2 separate regions of the Sus scrofa genome follow, and region 1 is linked to region 2. The links are chromatin contacts, called in public HiChIP or PLAC-seq maps. All regions are on one chromosome and are shown on one strand. Each heading gives the region's core, a stretch centred on a gene start, on an enhancer-like site or on the middle of the called end of the contact. The rest is flanking DNA. Distances are from core to core; before and after follow the strand shown.

Region 1 (7,194 bases), core at 1,886-4,385, 52 kb after region 2:
CAGCTCAACCACTCTCTAGTTGTGTGACCTTGGGCGAGCCTCTTAACTTCTCTGGGCCTGTTTCCTTCTTTGTATGTCAGTTGCAGGGGCTTTGGTTGTGCCATCCTGAGGACAGATGGCTTAACAAGTGAAGTGCTTACCCAGTCCTGGACACACAGTACATTCTACTATTGTTGTTGTCATTATTACTCTTGGGAGTGTCTCCAGTCCAAGGAGACTGGCCCAGACTTCTTAGCCCCACCCCCTGCCATTACTACCTGACCTCATCTTCTGACTCGCCGCATCACTACTGCACTTGGCCGCTCTGGCTTTCTCTCTGCTTTGGCAACACACCTAATTTGACCCTCCTCCAGACCTTTGCACTGCGGTGGTGGTCTTCCTGGCCTCTGTCATCACTCAGGATGCAGTCCCAGGCAAACAGCACTGCACCCAGCTCCTGGGAGCTGGGGGCAGGTGCATCCGGAGATCCCTCTTCAGCTTCCCCTGACACTTCATCGCTACTGCTCTGAGCCCTGGGGAAGCAGAGAGGAGCCTGCCCCTGCTGTAGATGACAAGTCGACACCCAGAGAAGCTTAGACTTGTTTCTGAGTTACACAGCAAGTTGCAGCCAAGGTTCAGACCCCTGGGCTGACCACCAAACCATCCATTTTGGCTTGTGTGCATGAGTCTCTGTGTGTGTGTGTGAGAGAGAGACAGACAGATAGACAGACAGACTATGTCTTTTTTCATCCTCTGGGCCCGTCACTGTGATGACCCTGGTTCAGAATACCAATGCGCAGGGGGTCATGTTTGCTTTTCCTGAGATTACAAGGACAGAAATATTTTAAAGGCAGAGCCTGCCCAGCGGCAGTGTCACCCTGGAGACCGGAGGACCGGGAGGGACGGGGGCAGTAACCTCGGTTCGTGCCAGGTCCCGGCCAGGACGCCCACGCCACCCTCTGGGTGGACAGTCCGGCTGGGAGGAGATGGGTTCAGGAGCTCGCTTTCGCCTGCGAGCGGTGAACAGCGAGGAGGTTTTTCTACTGAGCTATAAAAAGGCCTTCCCGTGTTTCAGCTCCTGAGTGTCGGCTGGAAGCCCGCCAGGGTTACCATGGCGATGAGGAATTATTACTTACTGCCAAGGCTGGGAGAAAAAGCTCGTACTTTTGGCTTCCCAACAAGAGGAGTGGACTTATGTAATTCCCTGTGTTTATAGGCCCGGGTGGCAGGAGGTGAGCAGGGATCCTCGAGGCCTGACACTGCGTTTTCACCCCACCGTGGGTCGGGTGGCCCGGTGGGGTGTCCCTTGGGGGGGCCTCGGCCCAGCCCCGTCTAGGGGGGCCATCGATTGGGCTGGGAGCCTGGGGGGCCGGGCCGGCTGCAGGGCCCCCCCCCAGCCGGGGTGGGAGCCCGCAGTCTCGCGGGAAGGCGGCGCAGCTGCTCGGTGGGGCCGCCCCTCTCCCGGGTCAGCCCTGGAGGAAGGATGGGTTTGAGGTTGGACACGGTGGGGCCTCTAGAAGCCAGCAGAACAATCTCTGTGTGTGGACTCTGCTGACCCACTCGCTGGCACCTTCTACTTTTCTTTTTCTTTTCTTTTTTTTTTTGTTTTTGTTTTTGTGGGAGAGTTACTTCAAGTTGTGTTTGGAGCTGACGTGAGCGAGAGGCTGGTCATGTGCTCGGGTAAGAGAAGTTTCCGGGCTTGGCGGTGGGCAGGGGGGTGCGGCGTGGCCCGGCTGCCTGGCCAAGGGAGGGCGATCGGGGCCATGGATTGCAGGAAGGCTGGGACCTGTGCTGGGGACCCCATTTGGGGGCTGATGAATTCATGTTCTGGAGCCGCCTGTTCTGCCCTGGCCGCCGGGCGATCACCAGGGGACAGTGACCCGATGCCTTATCAGAGTTGCTGAAGCCCCGGAAAGAGTGCTGGGTGGGTGGGTGGCCCTGAAGGGATAGTGCTTCTCAACTGTGGTCCCGGGGGTGTCGGGGGGCGGGTGGGAGGAAACAATGCTGTTTTCTCAGAGTCCCTGTGCCCAGTCCCTGTGGAAGAGTGGGCAGCATCAGAGATCCGGTGCTCCTGTGTCTGTTCATCAGTGTTGGCCCCAGGACTGAAAGGCTGGGACTTTGGGGGGCGGCCGCCTTGGTGGCCATGGAGCAGGGGAGGGGGCCAGGTGCAGGCATTGCAGCGGCTGCCCTGGCGCCCGGCTCCCACCGTGGTGGCGTTTGGCTGGGTGCCCATGTCTGGTTTGAAATCAGCGCCACCGGCCTGGGCTTGCCCAGGGACCTGGCAGCGAGGAGCCGGGATAAACACTGGAAAGTTGGAAGGGCTTCTCAAGCTCACAAGGAGCCTTCAGTTGTGAGCGGAGGGGATGAGGGAGCGATTTGTCCTGAGGTCTGGGTGCGCCGGGGCGTCTGGGAGACGTCTCATGGGGCGCCCAGGCCGGGGAGCGCTGGAGCGCTGGTTCCCAAACGGCATGGCTCGGTTGCCATGGATCCTGGTTTGAATCCCGGTTCCGTTCCTTTTTATGCTGGGTCTCACCTGTTCAAGCCTCAGTTTCCTTGTCTGTCAAACAGAGCAGCCGTGGAGGCGTGAGGACAGGGCGAGGGAGGGATGCGGCCTCCGGGGTTCACATCCTGGACTGCATGACCTTGGACAAGTCACGTCACATCTCCGAGCCTCAGTTTTCCCATCTGGCAAATGGATGCTCCCTATGCCTCCACCTCTGAGTTGTTGACTGACTGAAGGGGGCTAATAATGGTCCCTGCCCCACCTCTCATGAGCAGGTGACCTGGGGTGGGTCATGGAATCCCATGGAACTTCCCTTCTCTTGTCCATTAGGGGAGAGCTGCCACAGATGTGCCTTGGGGAAAACAGAAACCACCCTGCAGGGGCCTCGAGTGGGCTGGTGTACATCAGTGTAGACCATAAGCTTGCATTTAAGTTAGTTATATCTTGGTCTCTGTCGAGTTTTCTTTTCTTCCCTGGAGAAAGCCCTCCCATTTCATAGATGGGAACCCCACATCTAGGGATAGTGTGGGATCAGGAGTGTCCCTCCCCAGCCCCAGGCTCAGTCTGAATTTGGACCTGGACTGGAGTGCCCGGTGCACCCCCACTGCATGCCTGTTCCGCCTCGTTTCCCACTGACCCTGGGCCAGGCACCCTGCCGGTGCCTGGTGTGGCCTGCGGGCAGGGTGTGCAGGGCTGGCTCCCCTGCCGAGGGTGGCAGCGGTCCTGTGTGTTTGTAAGTGACACCGGATGCTGGGCCGGTGGCTGGCTCGGGGCCTCCCTCTCGGGCCAGGAGGAGCCAGAGGGGAATGCCCAGGGTGTCCAGGCTGCCCGTGCCAGCTGCCTGCTGTCCACTTGTCCTCAGACCTCTCCTGGGGACCTTGGGAAAGGCCTGTATAGCAGGGGACACCATGAATGTCCTCTTGTTGCCCCTAAGCCCTTGGTGCCCAGCTGGGTCAGCTACAGAGCTGTGTTGTGACCCCCCTCTGCCCTGCCCTGAGGGTCTTGGGGACTGGGTTCCTCAACCATTGAGAAAGACAGTCCTGTGTGATGGCTTGGACCAGAGGTCACCTAAGAGACCCTTGTGGTGGAACTGTCCTGCATCAGTGGCAGTGGCCACAGGAATGTGCACTGAGATAAAAGCACGTAGATCCACACACACACACACATAAGTACATATATGCGATAAAAGTGGGTAGATTTACACACACACACACATACACACACACTCAAGTACATGTATGAGATAAAAGTACATAGATCTACTCTCACACACACACACACTCAAGTGCACATAAACTCTGAGATCTAAATAAGGCCAACTGTATCACTGTCAGTTTCAAGGATGATACCATTGGGGGGAGCTGGCTAAAGGGTACTCAGAATCCAGCTATATTACTTCTTACAGCTGCATGGGAATCTACAGTGATCTAAAAAGAATGTACAAGCTCAGGGGCCTGGCTGTTCTAGCTTTGAGTCCCAGTGTGAGTTACAGCAGGTGGCTTAACCCTGCTGAGCCTCAGTCTCCTCATCTGTGGAAGCAGGGTAGTGATTGATGCCTGGTAGGGCTCGCTTGAAGATGAGCTGAGCTGATTCATGCTAAGTGCTTAGGAAGGTGCCACGTGTCGGGGGTGCTGTCCCTGGTATTATCACCCTTGATGTGATTGCTGTGGTTTGCCTGGCACGATCTCATTTCATACCTGAATCAGCCACAGGAAGGGAGAGTGCTGTAGGATCCCCACTTCTCAGTTGAGGAAACTGAGGCTTGTGTCAGGTGACCCACCTGAGCAGCACACAGTTTGGAAGGGCCGGGACTGGGACTCAGGCCCCAAGCCAGAGCCTGTGGGTGGAGGTTCTTTAGCTGGGTGACCCTGGAGAGGTTACTTGCCCTCTCTGAGCCTGTCTTCTCCTCCTTCTCTCCTCACCTGTCAGCTGGGCTCATGACCTGTGAAAGCCAGAAAACCTTGCCTCCAGGCCCCTTCACTCACCTCTTGGGCCCACCCAGAGCCTGCGCCCCTTAGCCACCTCCTCTGAGGCCTCTGTTTGCAGCGCTGAGGTGGGACCTGGGCTCTGTTCTGTCCGTGGATGGTTGAACTCCTCTCTTCTCTAAACACTTTTACCTCCTTGCTCTGTCCTCTGGGTGCAGCCAGAAGCTCCTGCTGTTCCCTGATGTTCCTTGCTGTGGGTACTGGTTTCCCTCGGACTCCATCCCACCAGCAGTGGTGAGAAGGCCTTTGGGGTGTAAGTAGCTCACCCTAGAGTGAGCTGGGTTAGCTCTGCTGGCAGTTAGGGTCAGAGGAGCTTGTCTCTGCAGCCAAAGTGAAACCAAGGGTAGATGCATTTCCAGGGCTCCTGGGAGAGGGTCAGTGTGGATGGTCATGCCCCTTACACCTGGCTGGAAATTGAGCTTGGGCCCTTGGGTATCCCAGGAGGTCCAGGCAGGGTGGTTTTGTTTTGTTTTGTTTTATTTTTAGGGCTGCACCTGCGGCATGTGGAAGTTCCTGGGCTAGGGATCGAATTGGAGCTGTAGCTACAGGCCTACACCACAGCCAGAGTAACACTAGATCTGAGCCATATCTGCAACCTACACCACAGCTTGTGGCAACGCTGGATCCTTAACCCACTGGGTGAGGCCAGGAACCGAACCCACATCCTTACGGATACTAGTTGGGCTTGTAACCTGCTGAGCCACAACAGGAACTCCCAGCGTGTGTTTTGTGCCTCAGGATTTTGGAGGGTTTCAGAGCATCCCAGTCTGGGGTCATGTGGGTCCTGGCAGAGCCTGGGTGGGGGGGCGTCTGAGCTGCAGAGTTGGGTTCCCCTATCATGACAGAGAGATGGAGGCTTGGGTCTGGGGGTGGTGGCATCGGTTGTAGCTGAGGGTCTCAGGTTCTGGCTTTGCTGGGCAGGGAAGGACCTGGAGGGGCAGGGAATTGGTGGGGGGAGGGCATTCCAGCCTCTCTGTTGGTTCTTGGAAGCACCAATCACAGTCCTGCCTTGGGACATTGTCATGCTGTACTCTGGAACGCCGTCTCTGGGATCTTCTCAAACGCTCAGCTCAAATGTCCCCTCCTAAAAGAGGCCCTCACCTCCCCATCATCACTCCTCTCACCTTGCCACTGTCATCACCAGGGATTTACTGTAGGTCCGTCAGCCTTGTCCCCCTACCCTCCATGTGGGATTTTGTTCATCTTGGGCACCCCTGTGTCCCCAGCACTGGGCACACAGTAGGTGCTTAGCACTAGATGGTGCCTGATTCCATGTCCCTCATGAGCTGTGGACCTGGGTCTGTCCGCTCAAGGTGGGTGGGGACAGGAGCACACTTACCTGCTAGGGCCCCTGGAGCTGCAACTCTCAGTGAGCTCACCTCCCATCACCCCAGTTCTGCTCCTAGGAGTTGAGACTGTGTGTGAGTCCTTAGAAAAGTAGTGGTGTGTTTGCTCAGGAATGCCTGTAGGAACCCACCGAGCACCCCGAGAAGGTCTACACCTCCTAGGTAAAGTCAGAGAGGTGGGGCTCAAAGTGGGGGTCCTGAGGGGCACAGGGTGCGGGGGAGGGGTGCTGACAGCATCTGCTATGTGTGTTGAGGTCTGACGGGTGGGGTGTTCTGCACACCTTAGGGTACTGAGTCCTCCCAGCAACCCTGTGATGGCAGATGAGGCACAGAGAGGGTAAGCAGCTTGCCCAAAGACACATTGCTGCAGGCGCACAGGACTCTCAGGCGTACTTGGTCAGTAGTGGCATTTATTTCCCATGCAGTTCTTTCCGTGCCCAGGGTGCTGCTCAGCTTTTTAAGCGGATTATTTTATCTCATTCTCCGAAGGCCCTTGGGCTGGCCCTGTCTCAGAGCGCAGTTGCGGAGAGGGCAGAATTGGAACTCAGGTTCTGTGGGGAGGTTCCTTCGAGCAAGTGCTATTTTCTGGGCATCTGGCTCTGACCTGGAAAAGGGCCCACGTCTGAGAACCTCGTTGTGTCCAGATCTGCACGCCTGGAGCTGCCCACACTCTTCTGGGAAGGCTGAGAACTGGTTTCTCCCAGCTGCTCTGAATCTGGAAGGCTAAGGTGGGGAGGGCCCTGCCCCCTCCCCCGGAGTCGTGGATTTGCATGACAGTGAGCCCTTTGTCCCTGGGTCCTGCCTCCTTCCCAGGCTAAGAGCCTAATTCCAGGCCCCTGATGTCATAATGGGCCCTTTCTGCGCTGGGAGGGGAGGCTGGCTGGGCAGCTGTGTGGGTTGGGCTGGGGCCGGGAATAAATAGAGGGGTGGTGACAGTCATATCAGGGGCTGAGGCTTTCTCCTTCCAGGCTTTCATCTTTCAGGAGGTGGGCTTTGCTCGCATTTGACCCAGGAACCAACTGAGACTGAGTTTTGCTGAGTTTCCCCCCATCCCCCACTGGGCCAAACCACTTCTTGGCCTGTGCAATGCGAGTGAGTGAGTCATGGCCGTGGGCCTCTCCTGGAGGGGGTGTGGGTGTGAGAGTCTTTTGCTTCCTCTAAATAGGAGGCCCTGGTGCCTAGCAGCTCCCGTGGCTGGTCTGTTCAGAGAAAGAGGGTTCAAATCCAGGGCATGTGGCTTAACTCTCTGTGCCTCAGTTTTCTCATCTGCTTAATGGATCTTGCTGGAGCTTGGCTATGGAGCTGAGTAGGGAGTGAGCTCTCAGTAGGTGGGCAATCAGAAAAAAGCTGAGGCCAATGTAGTGGGGTGAATGGTGCCCCC
Region 2 (7,036 bases), core at 1,053-3,552:
GCTTTTTGGGATGCTCTTAACTGAACCACGTTTCCAGGGGAGTGTAGGGACCCTCCAGAGAGGCTGTTTTGGGGGCAGAGTATTCTTCAGCAATTTTTCAAAGATGCCGTTTCTGTTAGTTACATGTGGATCCCTGGGGCTGCTGCTCAGAGCCTGGTAGCTAATAATGCAGAGCACAGAGTAGCAATGGGGTTTGGAGGGCAATCTGTGCCCAGCTAGGTGACAGGGCTCAGCTCATCCCTCCAGAGCCAGGGTTCATGTCACCCATTTGGAATTGCTAGCAGAGTGAGACCAGCAAGTCAGGTTCTTAATCTCCAAGGGCCTCCGTTTCTCCACTTGTAATGTGGATTTTTTGGGGGGCATTTATGAGCTCCAAGGCCATACACTTGTGTTGCTCCCTGTAGCTCATGAGGATGGGATTAATAGCCGAAGAGACAAAAAAGAGGCCAAGTCCTCCTGGGAAAAATGCCGCCCCTTCTCCTGGCCTGGGTGCTTCTGTCCTTAAGCAGAACCGTTGAGTCTCTGAGGCAGTTTTAGGTGACCCCTGGGACATTACAATGCTGATGGTCCCTCTGCCTGCCTGACCCCCCTCCAATGCCCTCAGCCTCAGTCAAAGCTCCAGGGCAAGCCTTGGGAGGCAGAAGCTGGGAAAAGGAAGCCCAGAATTTAAGACTCTACACCCCCCCCCCACCCCGTGCTTAATCCCGGAGCAGAAATCTCATTGAGATGCAAGTGCAGGGGTGTGTTCTCAGGTGACAAGGGGTGAGGGTGGGGGCGGGGGCTGAGGAGATGGCCTGGTGGGGTGAGACTGGCTGAGGAGCGCTCCCCAGTTCCCACCCTCCCTCCTCAACCCCCAGGCCCCTCTGAAGGGCTAGTCCTTCCTTCTGGAGGTCTGGCTTTTTGCCTGTGGATTCCCATGGGCAGCCTGGAGCTGGTGGGGCCAGAACGTGAAGGGAGGGGACATCAATTCCCTTCTGTTCCAAACTGCAAATGGCTCCTTGCCCCTCCGCAGACACTTCCCTTTTTTCCAGGTTTCATCAGTCTCAGGTGTTTCCCCCCATGCTCTCTAGAAAAAAGAACACAAGCAGCCTTGTGGGGGCCAAGAGGGACACTTCGCGACAAGGGAGGCAGGCAATCCCTGCATGCTGGCAGGCGGCGGGAGGCACACCCCGGGCCCTGGAAACCGCACGGCGGCCTCCCCACCACAGCCATTCCCCACTCCCCCTGGGGGTTCTCAGATGTTGGCAGATGGCAGAACTGAATCTGCTGAGACGTCGCTCCAAAAAAGGAAAGTTGAACTGAAAAAAAAAAAAAAATTCAAACTCTCCTACTTAGGGGAAAGCAGAGGAGGAGGGAGGGTCGGTCGGGGCTGCCAGTGCCCTCTACTGTTTAAATAGATCTCCCCTGGGTTTGAAAGGGCAACCTAGGAGGGGTAGGAGGGGGTAAATGAGGACACACAGTTGTCAGGGCCACCAGTGGGGTTTCTGCTGGAGCTGGGAGAGCCTGCTGTGTGCCAGGGGACTGTCCACATGTGTGCTTGTCTCTGACCCTGCCTGCTTGTGCACTGCGAGCCGGACCACAGGCTTGCAGCATCAAGTCTGTGCATTTGTGTCCCAGAAAGTCCCCAAATGGGAGTTCACACTGAGTCCCTACTGTGAAAGGGTAGAGCACAAATAGGCAGAAACCCGGGCCCTCTGGAAACGGACATTACAGTGTGTGTGACTGCCTCCGTGTGCGAATTCCTGCCTGGAGTTTGTTTATCTGTGAGTGACCTTATGTCTTCTGAGTCTATGCCCCAGGCCACGCGCACGTCTGCGGAGCGTTGCGAGTTTCCCAGCGTGTTCACCTGGGTTAGACCTCCTCTCTGCAGAGGCCCAGTGTGTGCACGTCCACTCGTGAGAGCTCTGCACCCTACTGTGTGCCACAGCCTCCGAGTGAACTCTCCTCCGTCTGTGTGTCCCTGCGCATCTGTGTGCGTCCCTTAAAGGCCTGGTGTGTGGCCCTCCCCTCACGCCCCCTCCCCGTCCACAGGCCACTCCTGAGTTATAATTTAATAGCTGAAACGCGATTCCAGTTAAGTATCCGGGGCTGGAGAGGAGGGGGCGGGATGGGGAGGCGCTTTCTCCCTCCTTCCTCCTTCGGGGAGCTGCTAAAAAGAAACTCGGCGTGGCGCCCAAGTGTGTGTGTGTCTGTGTGGCAGCGTGTGCACGCGCGAGTGGGTGCGCGCAGGCCCAGGGGGAGGCGACGCGGGCCCTTTAAGGAGCCCGAGGGGGCCGGGCCGGGGCGCGTCGGTGCGGGCGGGGAGCCAGGAGCGGGGAGGCCGAGCCACCGCCTCCCGGGCTCCCGCCCCGCCCCCTCCTCCCCCTGCCACCGCCACCGCCGCCGCCGCCGCCGCCGCCGCCGCCGCCGCCGCCGCCGCCGCCGCGGAGCGGAGCCGCGGGCAGGCCGGCCGCACCGGAGCCCCGCGTCCGCCCGCGCCCCGCCAGAGTCCGTGCGCCCGCGCCCTGCGCCCCGCGATGCGCGCCAAGTTGCGGACCGGGGACCGGGGGCTGGCGCCCTAGGAGGCGGCGGCGGGAGGATCGCGTCCCGGCTGGAGGCTGGGCCTGCTGTGAGCCCCCAGCCCGTTCGGCACCGCCACTTGCCTGAGCGCCCGGGCGGCCCGAGCGCACCTCGAGGCCGGGTGCTGCTGCCGCCACCTCTGCGAGGTGAGTTGGGGCCCGGGGTCCCCGCGGAGGGCCGAGGTGAGGTGCAGGGCGCGCTTCCGGGGGAATCGGGGAAGATCTGGCGGCGCACGCGGCGGAGTTGGCGGGGCCCCTGCGCTCCCGAGTTGGCGCTCTCGGGGGGTGGCCTGCTGGGGAGCGAGGCGCCCCATCGACACTGCGGCCCGCGTGCGTGGGGGTGCCGGGGAACTTAGGGGAACTCCAGCTCCCTAGCGAGGGGGCGGGAAGGAGGGAAGTGGCGTGGGGGTGGGTAGGCGGGCGGGGGGCGCCCTGGAACTGCGCAGGGCAGCCCCCCAACGTGTGCTACAGCCCTGGGGGCAATGCCGCCATGCGCTTCCTTCCTACCCTAGCAGCTTCTCACTTGGAGGGTGACACTGCGCCTTATTTTCCAGAGGGCAGCGCAGGTTTGCGGAGCCCCCGGAGATGGCACCCTCAGCTCCCTGGCCTGGCTGCTGTGGAAGGCACACGGGGGTGGGGTTCCCGCCAGCCGAGGGGGGCTGGTTTCTGGCGGTGATCGCTCCTGGGCGAGGAACCTGAGGGCTCTGGATGGGGGTCCCCGGGGACAGGCGCCCCTTGCTTCCCCCTCCCCCGTGGGCCAGTGTTCCTGGTGTCTGGGCCTGCCTCCCGCGGCTGGTGACGCCTCATTGGGCCGCCTTCTGGTCCCTCCCCCGGGCTGTGCGGATACTTGGGATGCCACTAGTTTGGGAAGTTGGAATTCAGAGATGATCCCACTTGGGTTGGAACCGGAGGCCCCACGGCCTAATGCTGGGGGAGCAGCCCCAGAGACTTGCGAGGAGTTGGGGGGCCAGTTGGACTCGCCTTCCCCACCCTGGACGCTTGCAGGGAAAAGCTCGAGGGAGGGAGGGAGGGCCAGGCGGGGCGGGAGGGAGAGACACGCTGTACCTGCGAGCTGCTGTCGCCCGGGCCCAATTAGCGTGGGGCGCCCGGCGTTATTTTTACATTGTAGGTTTATTTTTTTGGAAGCGAGTGCCCTCCCGCCGCCTGTCGCGCGCTCTGGCGCTCTGAGGGTCTGGTGCAGGCAGCGGAGGCGGATCTGTTCTGTCGGCTCAGCCTCCTCCCTTCCTCCCCCCCTCCCCCCCCCGTTGGTGAGAACTGGTTTTATTATGATTATTTTTTTTCCCTTTTGCAGATTTGGAGGAAGGATGTGTGAGGGAGGCAGGGAGGAGGGAAGGGGAGAGGATCCCTGTGGGCTGTATGGGGGAGTTCTGTTGAGTTGTTATCGGTGGCCTTGACTTTGCCCTTTTTAAACCAGATCTGGGTCCCCGCGGCTGCTTTGATAGATGGGGCTCTCCGGGCCGGGAGTTAGCTGGGAGGGCGTCTCAGGTCATTGTTTGTTGTGTACATCGTCGTGGGTGGCCTTTTTTTTTTTTTTTTTTTTCTCTTTTTTGATGGGGTGGGGGGACAGCCATCAGAGAAAAGGAAGGGATGTGAGCTGGGATAGCTGAGCCATTCATAGCCAACTCTGCAACTCAAGTCCTTGGGCTGGAATCATACTTTTGCCACATTAACTGCAGTGTGATCCTGGACAAATTACTTAACCTCTCTGTGCCTCAGACTTCTCATCTGCAAAATGGGATTATAATAGTTCCGAGTTCAGAGGGTTGTTGTGAGAACTGACAAGGATAATACATAGAAGGTATTTGTATATGTGTTACTATAACCACTGTAACCGTTGTTATTATTATTATTCCTGGGTCCTAAAACAGTGGCTTGGAAATCTTGTGAGAAGGAAGCTGCCTTGCCTTTTGCCTGGGCATCTGGTAAAGGGAGGGGACCTTCTTTCCACCCCCTCCCCCCACCTTTGCTTTTTGGGATGAGGACGGAGAAGGCCAGGTGATGCCTTGAAGCCTATTTGACAGATGCACAGATCGAGTCCGATCGTGGGGTTCACGCTGAGGGCCCAGAGCGGGGGATGAGCGGTGAATCGGCAGCGGTAGTGCGGCGGCCGAGAGGACATCCCGGGCGCTGTCTGGCTTCCCCGCGGTGGCTGCCTGGTCCCTGCTTGGAAATTTACCGCCGCCTCCGCCGGGTGCCCGGGGAGTCTGCGGTGCCCAGACGTGGGGGCGGGAAGCAGCCCCAGACCCGGCCTCTTCCCACCGAGCTATTTACGCTGGCTGGGGAATCAATACTATTGATAAATCCATGTAAATGGTAATGTGGCTGTCAGGCCCCGGTGAGGGATGGAGACCCCTCGCGGGGCTGCGCGCACCCCCTCCCTCCCTTGGCAAGGGTTTGCCTTCCGTGGGAAGGATTTATTTGGCATAATCCGTTCTTGTTCCCCAATTAATAATACTCATACCACCTCCTTAAGATTTCTGAGGGCTTCTGCAAACACGAATTTAGCTGCTTGAAAGGCCCGACCTGGGAAGGGTTGATTGTTCTCCCAGCTTGGGAGTGGGGGGGTGGGTGGCCGCTCTGACACTCTTCCGCTGGCTCGCCTTGGAAAGAGGCCGCAGGAGCCCCGGCCCCCAGCGTCTTGCCATTCAGGCTGGATGCGGAGGCTGCCTGGCCTGGATCCCGCCCCTGACTGCGAGGTGGGGGTGTACCAGGACTGTATTCTTGCCCCTACCTGAGGTCTGTGGGTGGAGAAGTGCGTTCACGGGGAGATTTTATTTTGGCGGGGGGGAGGGGGTCCATACCGATGCCTAACCCAACCTCAGGGGGCTCCCCTCTGGAAGAAACAGAGGTGCACCCTGCTGGAGAGCTGGGCTCTGCTTCTTCCTTCCAGCAGCTCTCTGTACAGCAAATCCCCCACATCAAATACGGCCGCTGACAATAGGGGGTTGAGAGCTTTTATTTTTGTGTGTTTTTCCCTCCTCCTCCGTTTCCTCTTCATCTCTGTGGTGCCAACAGCAGCCTCCCCAGGTGACATCTCTGAGGCTGGGCTCCCTGCAAAGGGACTGGTAATTCCTGCGTCAGGCGCCCAGGGAAGGGGGGCAGGAGGGGGCCTGAGCCTGGGGCTGCTGCCTGGGAAAGGCCATGCTGCCCAGAGTCAGGCCAGGGGTGTCATCTTAAAGGGTTTTGTTTCCTGTGGGGAAGTGATGCTTTGGAAAGGTCATCTGGTATCTTTTAAGGATCCTTGGAGGTGGGGAAGGGACTTTACAACCTGTCAAGTGAGCTTTTGGTCTTTTGCATTATACCGTATATAATGCAATGACAATAACAGCCAGTACCTATAAAGCACCTACTCAGTGCCAAGGTCTCCCCTCCATAGGAATCTTGGAGTTCCCATTGTGGCTCAGCAGGTTAAGAACCTGACATAGTGTCCATGAGAGTGCGAGTTCAATCCCTGGCCTCCCTCAATGGGTTAAGGATCCAGCGTTGCCCCAAGCTGCAGATGCAGCTGGAATCTGGTGTTGCAGTGGCTGTGGCCTAGGCCGCAGCTGTAGCTGCAGCTCAGGTTTGACCTCTAGCTCGGAAACTTCCATATGCCACAGGTGCAGCCGTAATGCCACAGGTGCGTCTATAAAATAAAATAAAAGTAAGATTAAAAAAAAAAAAAGGAATCTTCCAGTTTACTCTTCTTTACCCCCCTGTGAAGTCAAGACTCTTATCGTCCCATTTTATCACTGAAGAAATTGAAGCATAGAGAGGCTAAACGACTTGCCCAAGGTCCCACAGTTTGGGTATGGAACTTAAGAATTAGGACCTGGTGTTATTCACCATCACGTTGGTGCAGCAGCGAGAATGAACCTAGAGTAGGCCTGCTTGTGGAGCTGCCCTGGAGGATGGGAATAAAGAAATTATGTTTCTTATTTGAGCAGCACCTACAGATCTTTGTTCCAGGGGGCAGGAGACTGAGAATTTGTCCTTCCCAGGATTTGCAGGGCGGGAGTTGGGGGGGGGGTGTCAGTGCCAGCGGCATGCCTGAAGTTTCTTTGAAGTCTCATTTAATCTTAAGCATTCATGCAAATTTGGCATTCGCTCTGGCGACAGTGCTGTGTTTATTTTGAAATGAAAACATGGTTTTGAATTATTTAGCACAGCGAATAACAGGGACTTCAGAAAGCTCCATCAGATGAGTGCTGGCACGCTGGCGGCCAGCCCTGGGGTACTTTGTAGCTGGAGACCTTGGGAGGTCCTGGGGCAGATGACAGTTTTTTCCCATTTTTTACAGATGAGGGCACAGGTCAGAGGTGCCAGGCTGGCCCAAGGTCGCAAGGGCGGTGTGACTTTTGCTTTTTTTGCTTTTGTGATATTATTTCTCTTAGACCTAAGTGAGGCTTAGGTCTCACTTAGGTCATTTCATAGGTTAGAAAGGCTATTATTACTATTTCTTTTAGACCTAAGTGAGG

Evidence for each region. HiChIP or PLAC-seq counts read pairs in DNA pulled down with a chosen protein or histone mark.
Region 1: a contact with region 2 is called in an H3K27ac HiChIP or PLAC-seq map of skeletal muscle. The contact joins the promoter of NCOR2 here to the enhancer-like site in region 2. A contact is called at or near these places in 1 of 5 promoter capture datasets (liver), 10 of 47 Hi-C or Micro-C datasets (alveolar macrophages, brain, embryonic fibroblasts and 6 more) and 2 of 2 datasets of contacts at active chromatin or transcription factors (alveolar macrophages and skeletal muscle).

The regions. Positions count from the first base shown.
Region 1 is chr14:28,639,639-28,646,832 of Sscrofa11.1, forward strand. NCOR2 (nuclear receptor corepressor 2) reads left to right here and starts at 3,136. Exons shown (of 49, transcript NM_001044576.1): 1 at 3,136-3,147.
Region 2 is chr14:28,588,794-28,595,829 of Sscrofa11.1, forward strand. No RefSeq gene overlaps it. Among named protein-coding and RNA genes, the nearest start is that of NCOR2, 50 kb to the right of the region's middle. Within about 2 kb of position 2,303, at least 63 of the 83 cell types and tissues checked have an H3K27ac peak or open chromatin away from gene starts, as enhancers often do. A contact at or near this core is called in alveolar macrophages, brain, liver and 2 more, where this site is marked.